3 separate regions of the Mus musculus genome follow, and all the other regions are linked to region 2. A link is a contact called in public Hi-C and HiChIP or PLAC-seq data. All regions are on one chromosome and are shown on one strand. The core of a region is the stretch at or near the end of the contact, and the rest is flanking DNA. Distances in the headings are between cores, read along the strand shown.

The links. Hi-C and Micro-C count contacts between places; a contact is called where the count stands out from the background. HiChIP or PLAC-seq counts read pairs in DNA pulled down with a chosen protein or histone mark.
Region 1: a contact with region 2 is called in a FOXA1 HiChIP or PLAC-seq map of pancreatic cancer cells. The contact joins the promoter of Dppa3 here to the promoter of C3ar1 in region 2. A contact is called at or near these places in 2 of 115 datasets of contacts at active chromatin or transcription factors (bone marrow-derived macrophages and pancreatic cancer cells) and 2 of 9 other capture datasets (adipose tissue and pancreatic islet).
Region 3: a Hi-C map of bone marrow-derived macrophages shows a contact between it and region 2, with 29 read pairs. The contact joins the enhancer-like site here to the promoter of C3ar1 in region 2. A contact is called at or near these places in 1 of 15 datasets of contacts at CTCF or cohesin (embryonic stem cells), 16 of 484 Hi-C or Micro-C datasets (the MC3T3-E1 cell line, Sertoli cells, bone marrow-derived macrophages and 10 more), 5 of 115 datasets of contacts at active chromatin or transcription factors (bone marrow-derived macrophages, embryonic stem cells and pancreatic cancer cells) and 4 of 9 other capture datasets (adipose tissue, bone marrow-derived macrophages, embryonic stem cells and 1 more).

What each region holds. Positions count from the first base shown.
Region 1 is chr6:122,623,754-122,627,874 of GRCm38.p6, forward strand. Dppa3 (developmental pluripotency-associated 3) reads left to right here and starts at 2,671. Exons shown (of 4, transcript NM_139218.1): 1 at 2,671-2,857. The coding sequence starts at 2,770. RefSeq lists a promoter at 539-2,741.
Region 2 is chr6:122,853,435-122,857,440 of GRCm38.p6, forward strand. C3ar1 (complement component 3a receptor 1) reads right to left here and starts at 2,723. Exons shown (of 2, transcript NM_009779.2): 1 at 2,550-2,723.
Region 3 is chr6:122,652,850-122,657,375 of GRCm38.p6, forward strand. No RefSeq gene overlaps it. Among named protein-coding and RNA genes, the nearest start is that of Dppa3, 29 kb to the left of the region's middle. Within about 2 kb of position 1,257, at least 65 of the 459 cell types and tissues checked have an H3K27ac peak or open chromatin away from gene starts, as enhancers often do. A contact at or near this core is called in adipose tissue, bone marrow-derived macrophages, granulocyte-monocyte progenitors and 3 more, where this site is marked.

The DNA of each region.
Region 1 (4,121 bases), core at 1,421-3,920, 230 kb before region 2:
ACTGCCTTTACATGTTAATTTGGCAAGTGCAGATTCAATCCCATCATGCTCTATGTGTCTTATGTTATACACGAAGAATAATCATGGGGCTGAAGAGTCAATAGGTGAACGCAGCTGCTGTAATCCTGAGTTTGTTTTCTGGGCCTAGTGGATAGGAGAGTATGAATGCCACAAATTGCCCTGGCCTACACACACACACACACACACACACACACACACACACCACAACATAATTGTAATTTTAAAGATATGAAAATATAAAGAGTGGCGCACGCCTTTAATCCCAGCACTCAGGAGGTAGAGGCAGGCAGATTTCTGAGTTTGAGGCCAGCCTGGGCTACAGAGTGAGTTCCAGGACAGCCAAGGCTACACAGAAAAACCCTGTCTTGAAAAACTGAAAAAGAGAGAGAGAGAGAGAGAGAGAGGAAGGAAGGAAGGAAGGAAGGAAGGAAGGAAAGAAAGGAAGGAAGGAAGAAAGAAGGAAAGAAAGGAAGGAAGGAAGGAAGGAAGGAGGGAGGGAGGGAAGGAAACATAAAGATTACATGAATTGGACTGGTTATGGTATCTCAGGGGTGTCCGTTGCTTCTTTAATTTTGCATGGCTGGGACCAGAAACTAAGGCTTCATGCCTGCAGGGCAAGTCCCATACTATTAAGGCTCAAGAGTCCACCAGGCCTGTCTGTTGGATTTTCTCTAACTTCTACAATGGAATTCTCAAGTGAAGAGATCCTTCAGGTAACAACAGTTGAAAGTAGATCAACAGGGTCAAGGTGCTGTAAGAGCAGTGTGTGTGCCTTAAACTCCAGCACAGGTGGGAAGTATCTATGGGCTACTTGAAACTGGCCAGCAATCCTGTCTAGGACTCCCGAGTGCCTCGTGTGAGAATTTGCATCTTAATAAGATCCAGCTGGTCTGAGCTATGCTTCAAATTTGCATGTCAAAGAAAGTAGCTAGGACCTGTGTTAAAGTGTGAAGCCTAAAAACCACTGAATAGAATAGCCGTGGCTTTCATCCCAGCCCGTGGGAGGCAGAGGCAGGTGGATTTCTGAGTTCGAGCTCAGTCTGGTCTACAGAGTGAGTTCCAAGATAGCTAGGGCTACATCCTGATCCCATATTGCTGCACTCCTATGATCCCTGCACATTGAAGCAGAGGCAGGAGGATCCCTACAACTTCAAAAGCAGGTTGTTGAGAGTTCCAAGCAGCCTAAAGTTGTGGCATAGTAAGAGACTTCGTCTAAAACAAAACAAACATGGGAACTTTGGTCTTCATTCCTCCTTTGTGCAGACAGTGGCCCGCCCATGCTGGTACACTTCATTACAACTCAATCCAAGAATTGTTGGAGTTACGTTTTTTATTATTGATTTCCTTCTCCTCCTAGACAAAGTCTCACACAGTAGCCTTGGCTGACCTAGAATTAGAGATCCTGCTGCCTCAGCCTCTTGGATGTTGTGATTATAGGTGTGAGCCAGCATGCCCAACCAAAGTTAATTTTAGATGCTCAGAAATGCTTATACCAGGTGAGTCACCCACGCCTGAAATGCCAGCACTGGTGTAGACTGACTTAGGATTCAAAGTTCCAAAGTGCAGAGGTTGAGGCAGGGAGATATTTGAGTTGGCAGCTGGCCTGGTCTACACAGGGAGTTCCTAAGCAGCCAAGTCTGCCCTGTTTGGAAAAACAAGACAAACAAACAAAAAGTTTCAGGCCACCTGCTGAGAGACGGGGAGAAGGGGGGCGTGTCTCTTTAAAAAAAGTTGTGCGGATGGTGTTGTAAGCTTTATAATCCTAGCACATTGGAGGCAGAGAAAGGAAGAGCTCTCCAGTTTGAGGCCAACCTGGGCTGTTACATACCAAGTTTCTGAACAGCAAGACTACACGGAGTCTCAAACAAAGAGTTAGATATTATTAAATGTATTGTCTATGAAATGATCCACAATTATATATTCTTGAATTCCATGCATATATATATATATATCATAAAATATCCATCTATTTAAGTATAACAAATACATCTTTATTTAGTAGCATTTAAAGTGAAATAGTTTTCAAAGATTTAAGATGAAGCAGTCAAAGGAAACATTCTAATTAACTTAACTGATGGGAAGGGGGTGGGGGACGGCACAACTGCCTATTCTAGAACATATAAACCCAGTTCACTGATCACTAGCCATCTCCAAGATGTAATAAACAAAAATAAAATTCCTGATATTTCAGGAAACCAAAAGAGATTCTAGATAAAATCTGCAATCTTTGTTGTTGTTGTTTGCTTTTTCGAGACAGGGCTTCTCTGTATAGTCCTGACTGGAACTCACTCTGTAGACCAGGCTGGCCTCGAACTCAGAAATCCGCCTGCCTCTGCCTCCCAGGTGCTAGGATTAAAGGCGTGGTGGCTACCACTGCCAGGTTTGAAGTCTTTTTTTTTTTTCCTTCCCATTTTGTGACTAGGGCTGGTCTAGAACTCAGAGATCCACCTGCCTCAGCCTCCCTGGAACTGGCTGGGATTGCGCAGGGTTAGTTTTAACCGAGAGCGGGGAATCCTACAGTAAAAAGGCCCCGCCTCCGCCTAAAGGTGTAGCTCAGGTGAAGCCTGTAATCACTGCTCATTAGCATTAAAGTAGCCTGGGGGTAGACTCGGCTGTATAAAAGGAAACCAGACCCCCCCCCCCCCATTCACAGACTGACTGCTAATTGGGTCTTGGTTTTAGGTCTTTTCAAAGACTAAGCAATCTTGTTCCGAGCTAGCTTTTGAGGCTTCTGCCCATCGCATCGCCATGGAGGAACCATCAGAGAAAGTCGACCCAATGAAGGACCCTGAAACTCCTCAGAAGAAAGATGAAGAGGACGCTTTGGATGATACAGGTAGGCCGGCGTCGGCCTTTCTGCCCGGGGTTTTGGGAAGCCCTCCCTTCTCTTCTCGTTCAGCTAGCACGAGGCTGGTATCACTGAGCCCAGCACTGACTCAGTGGAGGACCAGGGAGTTTCAGGCCATCTGTTGTGAGTGCAAACCCAAGCCAGAGATGATGGTTAAGAATATACACCTTCCTCGGGGTGAAAATGCTGGTTCGTAGAGATAAAAAGAACCGGGAGGGAGTTGAGACTGTGGTATCTCGGTTGCGGGATTTTTAAGACTCATAAGACCACGTTCTGGGCTGTACTGGGTTGTATGGTTGGGGGGGGGGGGTAACATTTCCTCATCAGCAATTGGTCTCCGCGGTGTTTTTATTTTGTTTTGTTTTTAAATATTTATGATTTGGTGTTTGAGGCAACAGTGCCTGGACTAGAACTCCCTGTGCAATCCAGAATGGCATCCCAAATCCGAGAATTAAAGATTAAAGGCTTCCGAGTGGGCTGCAGTGTGTGTGTGTGTGGGGGGGGGCGTTGTTTGTGTTGTTTTAGCATAGAAATCTTGGTTGAGACAGTCTCACTCTGTGGTAGTAGATACAAGGAACGCAACCTTGTAGCCCTGGCTGGGCTCAGTCTCGATCCTCCTGCCTCTGCCTCCAAAGTTTTAGAATTAAAAGTGTGCAGTGTCATGCCGGCCCTTGTGTAGCACCGGAGTTTTGTTTGCTTCTCTGTGTAGCCCAGGTTGTCCTAGGACGCTGTACACCAGGCTGGCTTGGGACTCAGGAGGATCCGCCTTTCTCAGACTTTCGAGTGCAGGGATTAAAGGCAGTGCCACCTCGGTGGGCGACAGCGGAATCTTTTAAGCTTCAGTTGAACCTGGGTTTTTTTTTTTTTTTTTTTTTTTTTTTTTCTTATTCTCATCTACTTTCTTTCCAGCTAAATATCCTTTTCAGGTAAATGGCTATTCAAGGGGAGCCCAAGATAGGCTGAGCCGTGTGCTACATGGGCCCACTGGTTCCCACTCCCCAGCTGCAGTTGATTCTTTGTCCGAGGGACTGCCTCCGGGCACTCCCGGTCTAGGGCGTGGCTCGAGAGGAGCCCTCCCCTCCGGTCTGATTAGAAAACAAAAAAATGCCTTGAATCTGCCAGTTACACGGGACCTTCGTATTTCCACGAGATAATTCTTTAGCCTTTGGGGGCTTTTTAAATCTTGAGGCTGTTCAGCCCCTACTGGTCTAAAACCCACTATCCAAGCTAGGCTAGATCCAAACTCTCAATC
Region 2 (4,006 bases), core at 1,473-3,972:
CTTCCCTAGTTCTGAGCACTCGGACAAATGCATCCTTTCTGCCCACGTCTCATCCCTTCAGATCAATGCTGCTTTATATTCCTAAGCAGGGCTAATGGTTTCCACTTAGAAATACGCCCCTAGAATGGCTTCTTCCATGCCCTACACTAAAATTCTACCCATTAAAATACTTACTCCTCAAGGTTAACCTCAATGCACTATATCTAAAACAGTCTCTTATAATCCTCGAAGAAACTGATTCTTTGGTCTCTCACTTGTACATGTGTGTGCTGACTCATGTACATGAATGTAGAAGTGTGTGGTTGATTTTTTTCTGACATGTCCTATGAGGAGGCACATGTAATCTTAGGTTGTAATTTTTATAGTGGCCCTAAACTGTGTGATGGTAAAGACAAGACCTGTTTACAAATGCCTCTTCCATATCATTTAGCATATGGATCAAGGGTCACTTTTTTTTTCTTTTGTTTTTTTCTGAGATGAAGTTAGATTATATAGACCAGGCTGGCCTCAAACTGGAGATCTTCTGCCTCAGTCTACCAAATGTTGGGATTACAACGCATGTACCCCCACGGCCAGGGGGATGCTTACCTTTCGGGTTTAATTTTTTCATTTTCAATTACATTAAAAATATTAGTCTTTAGCCATTTTATTTTTTTCCCATATGGCTTCTTAATTCCTATGCTGTCTCTTCTAAATTTCTCTCTTGATTTTAAATTCCCAAACATTACTGGATGTAGTAACAGTTTATATCTTTAAAAATGATTAATTTTCATTTTATGTGTGTTGCTGTTTTGCTTGCATGCGTGTCTGTGGGATGGTGTCAGATTTCCTGGAACTGGAGTTACAGACAGTTGTGAGCTGCCATGTAGGTGCTGGGACTTGAACCCTGGTAGAGCAGGGTTCTGGAAGCGCAGCCACTGCTCCCAACCACCGATCATCTCTTCAGCCTCCTCCATTTTTATTTATTTGATTTGATTTGATTTTTTGGTTTGCTTGTTTTTAAATGGAAGCTGGGACATTTGGAAGCGATTCTGCTGAACTTGACAAAAGTTTGTGACAAGTCTTATGCGGTAAGCAGAAGTTAGGATAACAACAGAATAAGAAGAAAAGGAGAAACGATACCCACTCTGGTCTCTGTCTTTTTCAAGTCCTACCATTCCCTTATGTGAACGGCAAGAACTCGGATCTAGTGTCCCATTCCAACCTCAATGCGTACCATCCTAAGATGCTGAGAGCAAAGCCCACCCAGAGACTGCTAGGAACAGAGCAACCCACAGACATCCCTCGCTGTGCAGCTTTTGATGCTGAGATTCTGGAGATGACGTGGCTTTCACGTGACCGCAGCCGGGGAGAGCCCCAGCTACTCACCTAATAACGCCTAGGTTACTGTTCTTTTTTACTGCAGGGATCACATGACTGAGAAACTGTGGTCTCGATAATAAAGTGGACATAGCGATTTAAAATAACAGAAGTTGAAAGGAAAACATTCCAATGTAAGAGCAACTGAGTTCCGTGCTGTGAGGAATAGTTTAAATATCACAAATGATCTTCCTTGAAAGCTCACACCCTAAAAGTCATCCAGGACAAGACCACATTACATTTCCCCAAGTTCTGAGCAACCCCCCCCCAAAACCAAACCAAACAAAAACCCTCTATGTTTAAGTTTTTTATAAAGATTTCAGGATTGAGTTGGCCAGAGTAATTAAAAAAAAACCTGAAACTAAAATGTATTTATGATGAGTAAAAATTAGATTTAAATATCAAATAATAATTATGGAATGATAGAACCAGCTATTTTGATAAGGAATAGCTCAAAGAACGGGAGAGTTACAGAGAGCAACAGAAGAAGAATCCACATATGGGCATATATATATGTGTGTGTGTGTGTGTGTGTGTGTGTGTATATATACATAAAAATAAATGTGTGTACATGTGATCAATGATTACAGAAGCAAAACTAAGGGAAGAAAACATGATCTATAATCTAGGGGAATAAATAACATAAATTCATTATTATTTTCAGAATGAAAATATTAAAAGCCAAGATAAATAGAATGTATAGTATTTACATAAAAATAAAAGTAGACATGGAGATAAGACAGGAGAAATAAAAATTTGGGAAAGTTGGGAGGCAGAGACAGGCGGATTTCTGAGTTCAAGGCCAGCCTGGTCTACAAAGTGAGTTCCAGGATAGTCAGGGCTACACAGAGAAACCCTGTCTCGAAAAACAAAAACAAAACAAAACAAAACAAAACAAAACAAAACAAAACAAAACAAAACAAAACAAAAGTTAGGGAAAGAACCAGATATGATTGTGTACAACTTTAATCGCAGGAGAAGGAGATATAGCTCTGTGAGTTTAAGGCTAGCCCAGTCTATGTAGTGAGTTCCCAACCATCCAAGGCTCTATGTAAGACTCTCAAAAAAAAAAAAAAAAAGTTTTAGGGAAAAGAATAGAAGGAAACAGAAGATAAGGAACTTGAAGCCATTGTACATAATCAGCAGGCTAAACCAAGCATGAACTATAAGGCTCATCTATGTTTTCTTACCAAGCACACTGAGATGGAATCCAAAGGCTCCAGGACTGATGATCTGCGAGCCACCAACAAATCCTGTCTGGTCCAGCCAAAATGAAGTAGTGAAGTGCATTGGACGAGTTGCTGAGCACTGACTTTTCCCTGGGTAAAGGGAACTCAGGATCATGACTGCTATCTGACTGCACAGGAAGGGCCTTTCCATGAGTCACCTCTTAAACTTAGCCGGCGTAGATAAGAAAAGCAGAAGGACAGAGGAGGGCGGGTGGAGGAGGCCGATCAGGACACAGATATTTCCTGCAGGAACCTGTCACCTTAGCTACGAGATGCTGAGATGCAGGCAGGCAGAAATTTGAGGCTTGTCTGTGCTACAGAGTGAGGTTTTATTTTTTTCCCTTTAAATTTGCTTTATTTTATCTTTATATCAGTATGTGTGTGCCATATATGGTTGCTCACAGAGGCCAAGAAAGGATGCTAGATTTCTTGGAACTGGAACCTAATGTGGGTGCTGGGATCTGTTTTTAACCTCCGAGCCATCTCTCCAGTCCCATAGAATGGGGTATTTAAAAGATCTATTGATTTTCTTTTATGTGTAGGAGTTCTTCCCCCCCCCCCCATTTGTGTGTACATATATTTGTGCCTGCTACCTATGGAGGCCAGAAAAGGGCATGGGGGGGGGGGTCCCTGGAATTGAAGTTATAGATTTGCCAGTCACTCATTTGGTGCTGGGAACTCAACTATTAAGCCATTTTTCCAGCCTCTACAGAGTGATTTTAAGACCAACTTGAGAAAGTTAGCAAGACCTTATCTCAAGACAAAAAAGTAATAAAAGATCTAGGGATATAGATTGTGGGTGAGCACTTGTCTGCTATGTCCTAGGTCTTGTGGTTAATCCCCAGGTCAGGAAAAAACTGTGTGTGTGTGTGTGTGACGACGGGAGATGGCTATGATCAAGTTAGGTTGAATGCATATGTACTTGTTAAAGAACAAATAACACATTTAAGAACAACAACAAAAAGATGGCTGAGTTGGGAGGTGTAGCATAAATTTTTTGCAACCTACTTTTAATTATAAGGTTCATTCTCTTCTCTAACCTACCACCCAGCAGAGAGAGTGGAAGAAAAGTTATTAGAATATGGTGGAAGTGGGCCTGTTCAGCAATAGTTCTTTGGGGGGGGGTGGGCGCAATCCCCGTCTTCTTTCTCAGCAGTTCAGTCCCATAGCAAACACCAAATACAACTCAGCAGTTGTAGACCAGTCCTATAGGCAGGCAGATGCCACACATGAGCTAGCAGCTTCAATCCAGTCCTCTCCACCAGCAGACACCGGGCATGAATGCCAACTGGTCTGAGGCAAGGCTGCTAAAGTGGCAAGCAGCTGCAGGAACCGAAGTCCTTGGGTGAGTTTCTCTCAATGGCTGCATTACCACGAGTTGAGCTCAACCACGCTATATAAGGTGAATGAAGAATGGG
Region 3 (4,526 bases), core at 7-2,506, 200 kb before region 2:
CAACTGCCTGACCTGTAGAATGTGGCATTTGTGAGTATAGGGGTAGGTGGGAGTTGACAGAACCCTAAAAGACAGAGAAGATCGCTTCCCTCACTCCCAGTATGAAGACCCTGTTAAATGGTTCTCACCAGACTTTTATTCCTAAGTGTGCTGACACAGAACAGGAACAATAATGTCTTTCTGCCCAAGTGCTGAAAAAGCTTACACTTAAAGAAGGTGGCATGTGGTAAGGCACTTGCCCAGCACACATGGGCTGCGGGTTTAGTCCTCAGCATCACATACAAGCACAGACCACAGGGGACATGATATAAAAGCCAAACAGTCAGAGAGACGGCAACTCTGTATCACTGGGCCCTTTACGGTGGACAAAGGATGGCGCTTCTGGGCTTCACAGAGGAAGTTAGCACCGGAGAGCTGGCACTTCCTGTTGCTTTGTGTACAGAAATGCAGCATCTGAGAGTGTCATTGTTCACATCTTATTCATCTAGAATGGCGCAAATTAATATGGAAGAAAGACAAGAAAGCAAGAGAGGGGGGAGGGAAAACCAAGAAGGATGGCTGGGAAATTCCGGATGTGCTCTTTTTATTGTTTGTTTTTCAAGACAGGGTTTCTCTGCCCACCCCTGCCTCCCTGTGCTGAAATTAAAGGCATGCATCATCACCACCACCTGGCTAGATGGTTCATTCTATAGGTGATGAAACATGTAGAGGCCACTGGGAAAGGCGGAGGGAGGCTGAGGGGAAAATACGATTGGCTAGGGGAATGGCTGATAAATTCAGGAGGGATTAGCCGGGTGTGGTGGCACACGCCTTTAATTCCAGCACTCAGGAGGCAGAGGCAGGTGGTTCTCTGTGAGTTAGAGGCCAGCCTGGTCTACAGAGTGAATCTAGGACAACCAGGAATACACAAAGAAATTCTGTATCAAAAACCATAACCAAAACAAAACAAAAATTGAGGAGGGATTCTGAACATCAGCCAGACTTGGTAGGAAGAAATACAATTTTTTTCTTATCTCTAGAGGCTGGGCTTCCCCTTCTCAGAGGAGAAGGAGGGGCATGAAGGGAAGGGCAGTATGAGGGGGGACTGAGAAGAGGGGGGAGGCTGCAACCAGGGTGTAAAGTGAATAAATACATTAAGGGGAGGGAATCACTAGAGAGACAAAACTCTTCACGAAAGCTACCCTCTAACATTTCACTCTTTAGTGCCCTGGATATGGACAACCTCCTGTGTGCTGAGGATACCACACCAGGGGAAAGAAGCAAGAGATGGTGGCTGTGTGCATGTCGCTTTACAATGTAACAAACGACCAGGAACTTCCCACCCTAGAATAAGACAAACTGATGACCTCGAAGTTCTAAGACAGAGGCTGACATGGATCTCATTAGAACAAAATCAAGGAGTCTGCAGGGCCCCTCTTCTGCAAAACCAAGGCTCTTGGGTAGAATCCCTCACCCAGGCTCTCAGGTAGAATCTGTCGACTCTTCTAGAGCCTTGCCCTCGTTGGCTCTCACTTCTCCATTTTTAATGCATCTGTTTGCCCACTTCTTCCACTTTTGTACATTTAACATCCCTGTGACTCACTGGCCCATCCGGGTAATCCAGAAACCCCCAACGTGAAGGTCATCTGACTGACAGCAACAATTCCATCTGCAACCACCATTCTCCTCGGTCATGTGACATAACACATGACCAGGTCCTGTGGAGTTTGTATATGGATCTCTTTAAAAGAGGAACACATTCTGCACAGCACAAAAGGGGACTTCCTGTGCTACAGTTGCCATTAGCTATGTGTCAACTAGGTTTGAACGAGTAATTTGGCAGGGACTGTGCTATAGAGATGAGTAATATATAGAAAAGGATAATCGTGGCTTGTGGCTAAGTTGGACCTCCAGCCTGGGGAAGGAAGAATGATTGCTCAAGTCATATCAATCTGTAGCTTCTCCCCTCTGCAGTGGGAAGAAACAAATCATGTAGTTCTTATGTACTAGGTGTTCAGGTGGGTGGACCTACCAGCATCTCTACCTGGAGGCAAATTCCAAACTCCCCATAGCCTTGCTGTGCACAGGCTCACTTTCCTGGGTCTCCATGTAGAGAAGGAGCTGGGAGCCTCTGTTATTGACATAGACTTGGGGGGGGGGGGTCAGGACCCCCCCCCCACACACACATAGGTAGAGAGTGGGTCAGAAAGCAACCATAGGGTCTATTATTATACTCTTTCAAGATGAAAGCAAACCTGTCCGGGGCCAGCCCGGCACCTCTTCTTTCTTGGTTCTTCTTGAGGCAGTGGATGGGGAAGAGCATCAGTGGTGGCAAGACTTGATCTTGTGAGATATTTAGGGTTGCTGTTTAGCAATAAAACACTTACCTATTAAGTCTAAGTCACTTTGCTACTGTAGCTGACCTGCCTGAGCTCCTTGGAGGCCAGAAACAGCAGCCTCATTGTTTAGCACCTCATTGTAAAACAGCAGGGAATTAAGCAAAGGATTAATTGCTAGAGCCTTTACTCTTTTGTTCAGATGTCTCTTTTTGTCAGGCTAGTGGGAAGTTTGGAGCAATAAACTTCTATTGAACTAGGATTAGAGAGTCACACTCACAGAAGGAAAACTTTTACACAGGCAAATATGGATAAACTCACATAAACTCATATGCAGATTCATGCTTATATATTCATATATTTCCATTCAAACCAGTTGGGCTCAGCTTACATACTTAGCTCATAGTTACATACTTACACACACACACATCCATGCTTACGTATGTATATCAAGCAAAAGACCAAGCATCAGTGCAGAAGAACTCACTCATTCTGGATGAAAAATGAACTCCAGTCTTTATTGTATAGAGGTGGGGAGAAGCATCAATCCTTTTATTGCTAAATTAGTTAAACACAAGCCTGTAAGATGAAAGCTTTGTCCTCTTTAATAAGACTAAGCCTGCCTTGCTGTTAAGAAAATACCTGTTGAGTCCCACGGTAAGGGGAAACCTGCCTACTCCTTCTGATTCTTTGCAGCTTCTTCTTTCCTTTTCCTCTGTATTCTGCATATTGCTCTCTTAATTTTTTTAAGTTGCCTTATAATTTATAAGTTATTCCACTCTGCATTCTCCTTCTAATCTTGCTCTCTCCTCCTGCTCTGATGTAACAGTCCTCTTCCTCCCAATGCTATGGCTGTCAATGTAATCATTTCTAGTCCTTTTGTACCTCTTCTGGGAGAAGAGATCATATGGTTTTCCCAGGCACCCCTTCCCCCTTTTTTAAACAAAAGTTCACTAGAAGATCAAACATAAATTCAAATCATAAGCTGAATAAGAAGTTTACAACAGAGAATGTTTACATACATATTTATTAAGAGTAATTATCTGGCTAAACATTTATCATCTGTCACTAACTCTACAGGTTCATGGAGAGTTAAAGACCATAACTAAGTTAGCATTGAAGTTTTGTATAGACAAACCCAGTCAATATTTTACCTTCTGTCAGTGCACCTATAATAAATCGTTAGCTCCATTTTTTTTTTTAGATTTATTTATTTATTATATATAAGTACACTGTAGCTGTCTTCAGACACTCCAGAAGAGGGCGTCAGATCTTGTTACAGATGGTTGTGAGCCACCATGTGGTTGCTGGGATTTGAACTCCAGACCTTCGGAAGAGCAGTCGGGTGCTCTTACCCACTGAGCCATCTCACCAGCCCGTTAGCTCCATTTTTATGACATTTGGTTAATTGTTTTTACAACCTCTTGGAGTGTGGTCTAAGTTGTAAATGCCTACTTGCTATCTCAGAAGCAATTAACTCATGACACTTGAAGACTGGCAGAGTTCTCAATGCAGTTGGACATCAGAAAGGACTTAATAGCAGTTCTATTATAAAAGAGCTTAATAATTAGTAATATAATTTTAGAAATTCTTATAAGATCATCATTAAGAATTAAGAAATGTCCGGGCGTGGTGGCACACACCTTCAATCCCAGCACTTGGGAGGCAGAAGCAGGCGGATTTCTGAGTTCGAGGCCAGCCTGGTCTACAGAGTGAGTTCCAGGACAGCCAGGGCTACACAGAGAAACCCTGTCTCAAAAAGCAAAAAAAAAAAAAAAAAAATTAAGAAATCATCTATTTGTCTTTATAGTAGACAGAGCTCTGCTCAAAAGGAATACCTAGAGATTGTTATATATATTTAATAACAGGAGGGGCTGGAGAGATGGCTCAGTGGTTAAGAGCACTGACTGCTCTTCCAGAGGTCCTGAGTTCAAATCCCAGAAACCACATGGTGGCTCACAACCATCTGTAATGAGATCTGATACCCTCTTCTGGTGTGTCTAAAGACAGCTAAGGTAGACTCATATATAATAAATAAATAAATCTTTTTTAAAAAATAATAACAGGAAAAGCATATTAATAGCAGGACTCTTTCCTAAAATGAAATTGCCTTGGCCTTGCCCGAAGAAGCAAATCTGCCATTAACTTTATAGTCCAAGGCAGAACCATCTCAGGGAGATCACCAACTAGTTTTTAGTTTCTCCTTGGTGG